Linked DNA regions of Hordeum vulgare: region 2 is linked to region 1. Evidence: chromatin contacts called from public Hi-C data. All regions are on one chromosome and are shown on one strand. Each heading gives the region's core, a stretch centred on a gene start, on an enhancer-like site or on the middle of the called end of the contact. The rest is flanking DNA. Distances are from core to core; before and after follow the strand shown.

Region 1 (5,677 bases), core at 1,968-4,467:
TGCAGTTTTTTCATAGTACCCTCCCATTTCCTTTGTCATAACAATGTCATTGGATTGAAAGAAAATTGTGCATAATGATACACAGCAACCTCGGCAACATGATAAGACAGCCAAACCATATAGACTAGCAGGGAAGAGAACATACCGGGTGCCATTCTCCAGTCAAGGGGTCAGGACGGTCTCTACCGCCACTCGGAGCTATCCAAATTATATGTGAACCCCCACTACATAATATCATAAAAGATAAGCATTATCCTCTGATGCAAAAAGTGATCCTAGTCTAGCATGTCTTCCCTTAAAAGAGAACAAAGCCAGTTCCATGATGATGAGCATGAAGGTCAATATTGCTTATGTACCCATGTGGTTATCTCCTTAACTCTATTTGCCTTTGAGCGCAATTGAACAATCTTCACTGCGCCAGCACTAGATTTAAACCAAAACTCGTATCATGTTTTACACTAAAAGTGAGTTCACTGTCACTAACTTGCAGTGGTTAAACATACACATCAATTAGGCTAGCTACTGACAGGAAAATAGGATGAAAATAACCACCTATTGTAAGGAGATAGTACCGTAAAAGCAAAGCCATTTCCTTGAGACTTCGAGTGTTTGCCCTCCTCTTCATCTCAATTAGCTCAGGAAAATCATTCATATGCTTTTTTGAGTACACACAAAGGAGGTTTCTGTTATGAGAAAATGTTTACGTGGCGAACTGATGTTTTCCGGTAACAGGATTAGAAGAAAGCAGAATAACAACTTAGCATTATTATACAAACTGACCTTCCCATGCTAAATGGCTTGCAAAGAGGATCTGTAAGAACCCTATCCCCAGCAACATAAACCTATAGCAAATGGGGTTTTGATACTAATGCGGTTAGCTTATGATGATTCCCAAGAAAATGGTAGTTTGTTCAGAGAGTTCCCTTACTATGTTCTCGCTAATCCACGGATTGCTTCTTTCAAGTGACAAGGCAATAACTGCTGGATCCGCTTCTGTCTGATGATTAGACATCAGAACAACATTATGACCCTGCAATGACATAAAAAAATCAGAAAATATTTTGCTTACACATATTCAGTAAATAATATTTAACATTGTGAATTGAAAGAGTAACATAAGTTAGATACATAAATATATGGCGCTGGGGGTGCCACGTGGTAAGATGCACTAAAACGCTTTCTCTGCTAGAATTTAAGGATCGGCTGGTGATGCCATCTATATGGAAACTTGATTACATTGTTCTATTTCACCAAGTAAGCAACATCTCTCTCGACCATTTTGTGACCTTTGGAGTCTGGTACCCATCTTCTGATTCATAATAGCGGTTTCTGCTTTTCTTCTTAAAAGATCATGATGGTCTGCATTTACTAGAACACTAAAAAGGTTTGACGCCAAAGAAGCTAGTGATTGACATTTCATGGGAAAATATGACGAAGGTTAGACAAGTTCACCTGCCGGAGCTGCTTCTCCATATCACTGAATACAGAAATGTTACCGACATAAGAGTTCCTGAGCATAAGGAAACCATGTTGATAGGTCAAAGATCAATTTTGGATACATATGAATGTAGAAACTCTCCTGACACGTGATGGTAATTAAAATAAACTAGAATATGTTAACAAATACCACTGTTCTGTTGACGGAAAATACATTATGACTAATGTTAGGTAAAAACAAATTAACTACTTGTTGCAATATAATGGGCAGATACATCTTCCAGGAACTGGAGATTGCAGGTCAGATACTGTGCATTACAATCTAAAGCACAGATTTATTATCACCTTCAAAATAAATTCCTCAGCACAATGGAAATATGTGCACAGCATCCAGAATTTTCATCAAAATTCATGAATATTAAATATGCATTTGTCCAACAGACTGTGAAGGGACATGAATGACAAAAACAAAAAAAGTAAGGGTCTGTGACAGTAGATGTGCAATACAACTAATATGCACCCTGTGAAAGGAGTAATATATTGTAATGAATGAGTCTGATGAGGCATAATGCATCACTATTCCTGTTTACACAGAAGATGTCCATGAGAAGTACAGCAAACTTCGTATGACACCATATGAACCAAACAGCAAACTTCGTATGACATTATTGAACCAAAATGAGCCTCTTATATGTTCTCAGATCAGATTCTTCATTACCTAAAATCTACCAGTGGCCTAATGTAGTTCTGACCGAAAGTGTAATAGTCAAACGGTTCTCTGATGGCCTTGTGATAAGGCTGAAACGTAAATGGATTCTGCAAAAGAACGTGAAGATTGGTGTAAAAGTGCATCTTGGAACAAAGAGAAAATGTGAGAGCGAATTGGGAAGGTAACGGGCATAGAAATAGGACCTCTGCATCTAGCAGAACGCGGTCAAATAAATCCATCATGTTGGAAAGCATGATCTGATATGCATTTGGATCCCCATTTTGTAGCACCTAAACACGCCAAAGCAATCACAGAATATACGTCATGAGTAATAACTGAATAAGGATCTAACTGTACCGGAGAGGAAACAGGAAGTATATTTACCGCATTCTTGTAATTGCAGTACAGGTTTTCAAAGTTGTCAGCAACATCTGGACGCAACTTCCCTCTCTCCACTTCCTTCCTGACGCGTAGAACGAACTCTGCACACCACATGCAACTGATGGTTTCATATGAATGATGAAAAGGAACGAGATGAGATGCGATTTCCGGGATCACTCCTCTACGAGACTGAACAAATGTGCGAGTCAAAAATGCATTTGGGAGCAGCAGCAGACCTTGCTCGCTGCGCACGTCGAGCAGGGGCGATGGCCCCGCGACCTCCTCGTCCGCCCCCGTGTCGGAGGCGAGCACGGCGCCCTTGACCGGTAGCCGCGGGGCCCGGCCGCCTCCGGCCGCCCTCCACGCGGGCAGCCGGAGGGCGCAGCGCCTGGGACGGCGGAGGCCCGCCGGCGCCGCTAGTATGGCAGGTCGGTGAGAGGCCCAGGCGCCTCCGGCGAGCGCGGCGAGCGGCGGGGCTTGCATGGAGCGGGCGGGCGTGAGGTTCTAGAAACCGAAAACCCTAGCCAGTGGGAAGGAGAGTGGTGGTGGTGGGCACGAATCGGCGGAAAAGGAAGACGGGCGACGGAGGCGACGAGGCGGCGACGGGAACGGTGCCGATTCTCGCTTCTTGGTTTCTTCTCTCAACGCAAGAGAAAAGAAGGATTTTCAAGTGGATTAGGATTCTCGTGCGAGCTCATTGGCACCGCTGCTTTATATTTTTGCACATACGTCCCTCTCCTCCCGTCTCTCCGAATCTAGCCTTTTATGCGGATCATGCTATTTGTCACGATTTTCATTCAATCTCCTTTTTGCCTAACAACCTGAATTCTTCTTTGGATATTCAATGGAACAAACAAACTTTTTGGGAGAATAACCAAAAAATTAGTTATGGCTTTTCACGTAATATTGTGACACATTTTTGTTGAAAATGTTCATGTGTGAAAAAGAAGACCCGGCTAACAAATGCCCTTACGGTTGTTGGGGTGACCGAGGAGAGTTGTCATAAAAAACGGACGAGAGCACGTGGACCAACCCCCACTCTCTTTCTTCTTTCTTTGGATCCTTCTTTTCTATATATTTTTATATCGGAAGCTTTCTCTTTACAGCGTAAAAAAAAAAGATTGGCATGGCCCTTGATAGAGCACGCACGAATCTCGTCCAACTCCATCAAGTTACAACTCCCTCATAAAAACAGATGAGCAACTTCGTCCATCTCTCATTTTCCCTTCGATTTTGCACAGAAGCACATGGATAATAAAAATCATGGCTGGATAATACTTCTTTTGCACGAAGAACATCCACGTACGTGTTTTATGGTAGACTTACAAAAAAGGTAGCAACTTTAGTTGCAATCGCATGTAACTGTTGCCTAAAAGTAAAGCAACTTATGCCATTTCTAATCGATCCCTTATAACCGGTTAGAAGAGTAACTTTCTTTTAATCCTCTAACGGGCACCTAGTCGATCCTTTATTCGTCGTAAGGGACTAGATTTTTTACTCCGGCACAAATTTCTTTCTAAACATACTCCATCATTCGGCGATCGAGTAAAAACCCGCACTCTCCCTCCCGTCACCATCGGCCCTGCTTCTTCATCGGCGTGTCTCCCGGCAATCGTCCGTCGGCCTCGCTATTACCCCATTGCCTCTCTTGCCCCCCCCACCGCCCTTCTTCCTGACGTCGAGCCCATTCGGCCCCCGTTGTTGTCACCATTATTGATTCGTCGGATTGCTTCGTTGCTTCTACTTTTTATGTCCGCTGCCGCATCACACCTAGCTTGCAAATGTTGTAGGTCACTCTCTCTCGTCGTCGCCGGCATGTTTGGTCTCAACGACACCGGTCAGCCGATGCACCTCCACCGCACTGCAAGTGTTCGACGAAATGCCTAGGTGAGTTTTTCGTTCGTTTCTTTGTGAACCGGGTCGTTTGGATTGAACCTAGTGATACATGTCTAATGTATCGATAATTTATGAAGTATTCATGATAGTATTATACAATTTATATATACTTTTGGCAACATTTAATATTATTTCTTTGGGACTAACTTACTTACCTAGTGTCTAGTGTCAGTTCCTGTTTTTGTGTGTTTTTTATTTTGAAGAAATTCCATATCAAACAAAGTCCAAAGGCAATAAAAGTTTACACGCGATTTTTTATAGAATATATGTGAATTTTGAGAAGAAGAATCAACGTAACACGGTGCCCGAGGGGGCACTGTGACATCCCCGAATTTGTGCTACAGTAATCCATGGAATCGAACTACAGTAACCTTTGGGTTGTGATGATCCATTTTGCTAATCTTCATTTGATCCAAATCGAAATTCAAATTCAAGTGCGATCCAATGTCAAGATTTAAAATTATCACACACGAAATATAAAATGTTCCTATTATAGAAAATAATGTACAGTTAAATATGTTGGATAAATCAACAATTTTAGAAGTGTTTAAATCCACTAAATTAAAATAAAACTAAAACAGAAACAAAAACAAAACAAAAAATACAACCCCACCCCAAATTGGGCCAGCCAGCCCATCTAAACCACCCACCCACCTAATACCTACCCATGGGGTATTTAAACCCATGCCCAAACCCTAGCCTCACTCCCTCACCCCACTCCTTCCCCACCCCGCCGCCAGGCTCACGCCAGAGCCACTCACGAGGTTGTCTCCCTCGTTCCTCTCCCCCTCGCTAGCCCCGCTCTCTCCCTCCCTTGTTCCTTCGCGCGAGCACCAGCTCCCCCGCCTCCCTCGCTACCCCAGCGCACCGGGCCCCCTCCTTCCTCCAGTCCCTCGCCCGGCCAGCTCCCTCTTCCCCTCGTTGGTTGATACATCTCCAACGTATCTATAATTTTTTATAGTTTCATGCTATTATCTTGTCAAACTTTGGATGTTTTGTATGCCTTTTATATATTTTTTGGGACTAACCTATTAACTCAGTGCCAAGTGCCAGTTCCTGTTTTTCCCATGTTTTTGACCCCTTTCAGAGGAGGATTTTAAACGGAGTCCAAACGGAACGAAACTGCCAAAAAGATTTTTTCCGAAACAGAAGAAGATCGGAAAGCCTGAGAATCAGGGCAGGGGGCCAGCAAGGACCCCACAAGCCCCCTAGCCGCGGCCAGGGGGGCCCGCGCCTCCCAGGCTTGTGGGCTCC
Region 2 (5,677 bases), core at 1,884-4,383, 250 kb after region 1:
AGATGTGTCTAGAGGGGGGGGGGTGAATAGACTACTTGCATAAATTAAAATCCTAGCCTTTTCCCAATTTGATGGTTGGCAGATTTTAGCAATTATAACAAGCCTACTGCACCCTACACATGCTAGTCAACAAATATGGAAACGGAAAGTAGAGACATTGCACATGTAGTAAGGAGTAGAGTTTAAGAAGATCAAACGTAAAGAAGTTGACACGACGATTTTTGGCATGGTTTCGATAGGTGGCGCTATCGTACGTCCATGTTAGTGGAGACTTCAATCCACGGAGGGTAACGGCTGCGAGAGTCCATGGAGGGCTCCACCCACAAGGGGTCCACGAAGAAGCGACCTTGTCTATTCCACCACGTCTTCTGTCCATACAGGACTAGCCTCACTCACGGTAGATCTTCACGAAGTAGGCGATCTCCTTGCCCGTACAAACTTCTTGATTCAACTCCACAACACCTAACCAATCTAGGAGGCACCACCCTCCAAAAGGTAATAGATGTGGTAGAATGATGAACTCCTTGCTCTTGTGCTTCAAAAGATAGTCTCCTCAACACTCAATCACTCTCTCACACATTTGTTACGGATAGGAGAGATTGATCTTGTGGAAAGCAACTTGGGGAGGCTAGAAATCAAGGTTCAAATGGTTGGAGTGGAATCTCTTGATCTCAACACATGAGTAAGTGGCTCTCTCTCTAAAAATATGGGTCTCGCAAGTGTATGTGTGTTCTGAGTGCTTCCTCTCCGAATGAGAGGTAGGTGGAGGGGTATATATAGGCATCCCCCAAAATCCAACTGCTACAACATTATTGCCCAACTTGGTGACACCGAAATGAATCTCGGTGGTACCGAGTTGCACTAAATGTGGCAACTTTTGAATTCTTGATGAGACCGATATAGCAATCTTGATGGTACCCATACGATGACCTAGACTGGTTTCCAAATATCGGTGAGTCCGATTTCAAACTCGAAAATTCCGGAACTTGAAATCCTCTCAACAAAAAGTTGGTCAAACAATCTCGGTGGCACCGATAGGAATGTTGGTGGTACCGAGATGGTAGGGTTTGGCACAGGTTCTGTCAAGTGTAAAACTGGTAGGGCCGAATGGAAATTGTCGGTGTCACCGATTTTGCTGGTTTGGGTTTGGACAGAGATATTTTGTGGGAGAATGGTTAGTATTTTTGGTGGCTAGCTTTAAGCACTCGAGCAACCAACTCACCATAATACCTCATCCCCTTTTAATAGTATTGGATTTCTTATGATCTCAAAATGATTTCTCACAAAGTATAAAATGAAGAGTCTTCTTGCTTGAAGCTTGAGCCAATCCTATTCCTTCCTTGCATCAAGGGGCGTCTTCTCACAATCCTATAGCCAAAGCATCTATATGTACTATACCTAGAATATACTAGGTAAAAGTATTAGTCCAAGAGACAATGTATGTTGTCATGAATTATCAAAACCACCAAGGGAGCATATGTGCTCTCACACTTGAATGCTCCTCTCGTACAGATCATCCACTAAGCCAACGTCTCCCTGATGGCCGACGATTCAAGAGTAGCCCACTCAGAGGTTTTTGGAAAAAACATAGCTGACGCACCAAGGAATATGCCAACTTTATCTGTGCAAATGGCGCCCACAGCTCCACATGATCCTCCTCTTCCAACAACGTCGACATCATTTAATTTTGCTAGCTCAGCAAGCGACGCAATCCACTATGTTTTACCTGTTAGTGATTGAAACAAATGCGTGAGTCACCCTGGGTTGGATTGCTCACAACTCGCCTAGGTAATGTTCCACAAAACTATGGAGAACAAACGGGCTTTGATAGATGTCCTCATATATTGCTTTTCGTCACACTCCCCATACTGCCCAAAGGGTCACCACAAAGGTAGTGAATTCGTCCTCTGCAAGTGAATATTGCATAGGAAACAACCAACATTTTGCATTATCATCAACCTTTCTACTCAATTGTTCAATAATTGCATGTGTCGAAACAGAACCCAAGTACTTCTTGACCAAAACACATACGAGTTTGCTGGAATGAACCGCAAGACCACCCAGTTTATCAGAGGCCTTTGTTTCGGCCTATGGAGCAACAACCCATAGGACAGTTGGGCCAATATTTGATAGATGCGGGACAAATGGTTGTACACACGCACGTCTATAAACGTCTAGATCATAAAATGGACGATCGAAAACGCAGATCGTTGTGAGGACACGGATTAGGTGCGGTTAATATGAGCATGCCTTCCTCCACTGCCTTCTGTAATGTTTTTTTTACAGAAAGCATACTTTATTCATCAAATAACAACTACATAGTCCGCTAACAATTTCATGATAAAGTTTGGAGGAGCGTCATTCCAAACAGAAGGGTTAGTCGTCCTTCCCCATCTAGCTAATTCATGAGCTACATTATTCGACTCTCTAATGCAATGCTCAATAGTAACCTTCCCGAAGTCTACTAACATACTACGACAATCTTCTAGCACCGGCGTTGCCACCATGGATTGCACTTCATTTTGATTAAGAGCATCCACCACCGTAATATTATCCGTTCTCACCACCAAATTAGAGCATCTAGTATTATGAGCTAATTTGAGTCCTTCGAGTGGCGCCGTTGCCTCGGTTGTGATGACATCAGCTACATTTTCCAACCTTGCCGTTGAAGCTCTTATAAAAGTATCCTTGTAATCACGGATAATTGCTCCACATGCATCGATATATTCACCCTTTGAAAAAGATGCATCCACATTCAACACTTGTTGTCTTGCATAGAAAACCAGCCACTTATTGATTTTTGGAAAGTCCTTGCTTGTCCCTGCTGCACGAGCATAGTGAAGGGCCAACGCGATAACAGAGGAGCTGTTTTTTCTGCCTTCCATAATGTTTGTGACTATTTCCTTGCAATCAGACCCAACGATTTTTGTTTTTTGTTTTGAGAAAACCCAATGATCACTTAGGGCTTGTGTAGTGTTGTCGCGGAGCTGGGTCCCAGGCAGCCCAGAAAATTCCCGAGCCGAAAAAGAAGTCGGCCTGGGGCGCAGCCCACTCTCCCTACCCCTCTTCTGCTGGGCCTCGGCCAGTCAGCCCAATAACAAATACTGGACGAGGGGACTGAGCAAAGAAACGCGAGTTTTTGACGACAAGAAAACAGCCGTCCCGTGGCCGTCGAACCCTATCAATCCCGCCGCCCGCCGCCCGGGCGCCGTGCCCAGCGTCCGGTGTGTCGTTCGACCTGCGCCCCTGCCCATCCGGTGAGCCCCATGCAGTAGCAGCAGCAGCAGCGATCACTCCCCTTCCATCTCCTTCTTGGCTGCTTCCCTTGCTGATCTGCAGGCTGCTGACCTGTCCAGCTGACCGGCGAGGCGGCGCGCCGGTGACCGCGTTTGTCCAGACAGATCTCGACCCCGACACTGGCGTCCTTCGGCGTCCCGCCTCAGCTAAAGGTACCCCCATCTAGCCATCTCAAGTCCTCAACTCAAGCTTAAATTCCACAGAAAATGTGGCCGTGGCCCTCGGCATTAATGCCTTGATAGATTGAAACATGATTTTAATTAATTCTTGTTGCCCTTAGTTTTGTAATAATTGCACAGAAATATTTGAAGGCCAATCTCCATTCCAGTTCGCTTTGTCATGTGATATAATTGCTTTGTGTTTTCCCCTCCCTGTAATATAAGAGCGTTTTTGGGAGGGGAACTTTTGGAACCTGGGTGTATATACACCCTACAAGCAAAAAAAAAGCAATTCAACAAAAAGTCAAAAAGTTCTGAAAATATCTTTGAAATAAACTTGACCTTTCATTGTACTTGTAAGAAAAATTCCACAAAAATAAAAATATACTTTGACTTCTTTAAAAAAGCAAATTTTTGGTCAAAACAATATGAATAGTGACCCATAATAGCAAATACATTTTGTCTTTTTTGCCCAAAAGTCAGTGCTGATTTTGTTTTCGTGAAAATTTATATGCTAGTGCAAAACAAAGTCAAGTTTAACCTAAAAATACTTTGGAACTATTTTGAATTTTTAATTAATTATTAAAAAAAATCCTCATATAGGGTGCATATACAATCAGGAACCAAAGTGTATTTCCCAGCGTTTTTGACACTAGTGTAGTGTAAAAAACGCTCTTATATCATGGGACGGAGGGAGTACGTATTAAATGGCTAGTTTGATCAAAATTTGGCAGCTATTCCAGAATTCAGTGACTTGCTACCACTCATCCGACGCGGATTTGGTGAACATGGGTGCGCGTGCACCCTTTATGATTTTTTTTTCTAAAAATCCTAGGAAAAAAATTAAAAAAATCGGAATTTATTTTTGTAATATACATAGTCAACCAGTATACTTGGGTATCAAGTTTCACGTAGAAATCACATCCGTGGTAATATGGGCAAAAATTGACAAAACCGAAGCTATATTAAAAAACACTGTTTGATGAATAGTATGGCCACAATTGTATTTTCTTCACTAAAAATACCATGGGTGTCAATACATCATGAAACTTCCCACGTGAGTAGAATGGTTGACTAAGTTTCTTACCGCGAAATTTCAGAATTCTTTAAATTTTTCTAGTATTTTTTTACTATTCATATGGGTGCGCACGGCCTACCCCAACTTGTTTGGGACTGAAAGGCTTGGTTGTTGTTGTTGATGATGGGTGCGCACGCACCCATGATCACCTTTGTATTTTTGCTACTCATCACTCTTTATTATTATTATTATTCTAACTAAAACTGACTCCTAATGCAGCATCCACGTTTAGCCACGCCACCTTAAAACGAATAGTCATTGCACGTGATAGGAAAGTGTGACCACTGCACGTGATAAAACCCTACGCCCCGCGCCCCACCTCTCTGTCCAAATCCCCTCTCGCCAGTGCTTTCACCTCATTGGGCTCCCCCCTCCGTTCTTGCTAGGTTACCAGGCTCGCGTGTCCCGCCGCCATCAAGCGCCACAGCCACCACTCGTGATGCCGACAGTCAGCGTTGGCCGCGACCGCCTCTTCGCTGCACTCGGCAGGGTCTATAGTAAGCGCCTCCCCTCCCCCCCCTCTCGAAACCCCGCCGCGTACGCGCACTCCTTCCTTTAACCCGCCGCGAGAACACCTAACTAATATCGTTCCTTTGTTGTGGATGCTCTAGCGCAAGACGAATTCGAGGCACTCTGCTTCGATTTCGGCATCGAACTTGACGATGTGGTGAGCCGCTCGGATCTGTGCCATTTGTCTCTCCTACTCGCATGCTTTGGTATTTGGGTGTTAATTTCGTTTGATGTGATTTGCTTCATTGGTTTGTGTAGACCACAGAGAAGGCCATCATCCGGAAGGAGAAGCACCTGGAGGAGGATGTCGAAGCGGACGGTGATGATGAGGTCATCTACAAGATTGAGGTTGCCGCCAATAGGTAAGCACATTTTGGTTTTGCCAGCTGAATTGTCTGTGCAAGTTGCTAAACTGCTCTGACTTGAGTTGCTATGATGTGAGATATCTGTCCTTCGGGTATCACTAGCTCAATTAGTCTGCATTGAGCTGCTAATTGTTAAATCAAATATGTGTGTATGAATTGGTGTCACCGTAGTTGTAGCATGTAACCGGTTTGCTTTCTTTTATTTGGGAGCAAATTTTGTTCTGCTATTCAGTTCAATTTTTTGGTGTTTATGGGTATCGTGCATGCCA

The links. Hi-C and Micro-C count contacts between places; a contact is called where the count stands out from the background.
Region 2: a Hi-C map of leaf shows a contact between it and region 1, with 4 times the contacts expected there. The contact joins the promoter of LOC123436492 here to the promoter of LOC123436460 in region 1. A contact is called at or near these places in 3 of 6 Hi-C or Micro-C datasets (leaf and seedling) and 1 of 1 datasets of contacts at active chromatin or transcription factors (embryo).

Annotation. Positions count from the first base shown.
Region 1 is chr1H:357,314,528-357,320,204 of MorexV3_pseudomolecules_assembly, forward strand. LOC123436460 (glycerol-3-phosphate acyltransferase, chloroplastic) reads right to left here and starts at 3,218. Exons shown (of 13, transcript XM_045115632.1): 1 at 2,764-3,218; 2 at 2,531-2,628; 3 at 2,350-2,436; 4 at 2,156-2,253; 5 at 1,453-1,510; 6 at 929-1,030; 7 at 781-842; 8 at 573-683; 9 at 146-224. The coding sequence starts at 3,010.
Region 2 is chr1H:357,564,537-357,570,213 of MorexV3_pseudomolecules_assembly, forward strand. LOC123436492 (phenylalanine--tRNA ligase beta subunit, cytoplasmic-like) reads left to right here and starts at 3,134. Exons shown (of 21, transcript XM_045115634.1): 1 at 3,134-3,257; 2 at 3,357-3,449; 3 at 4,920-5,030; 4 at 5,145-5,200; 5 at 5,302-5,405. The coding sequence starts at 4,973.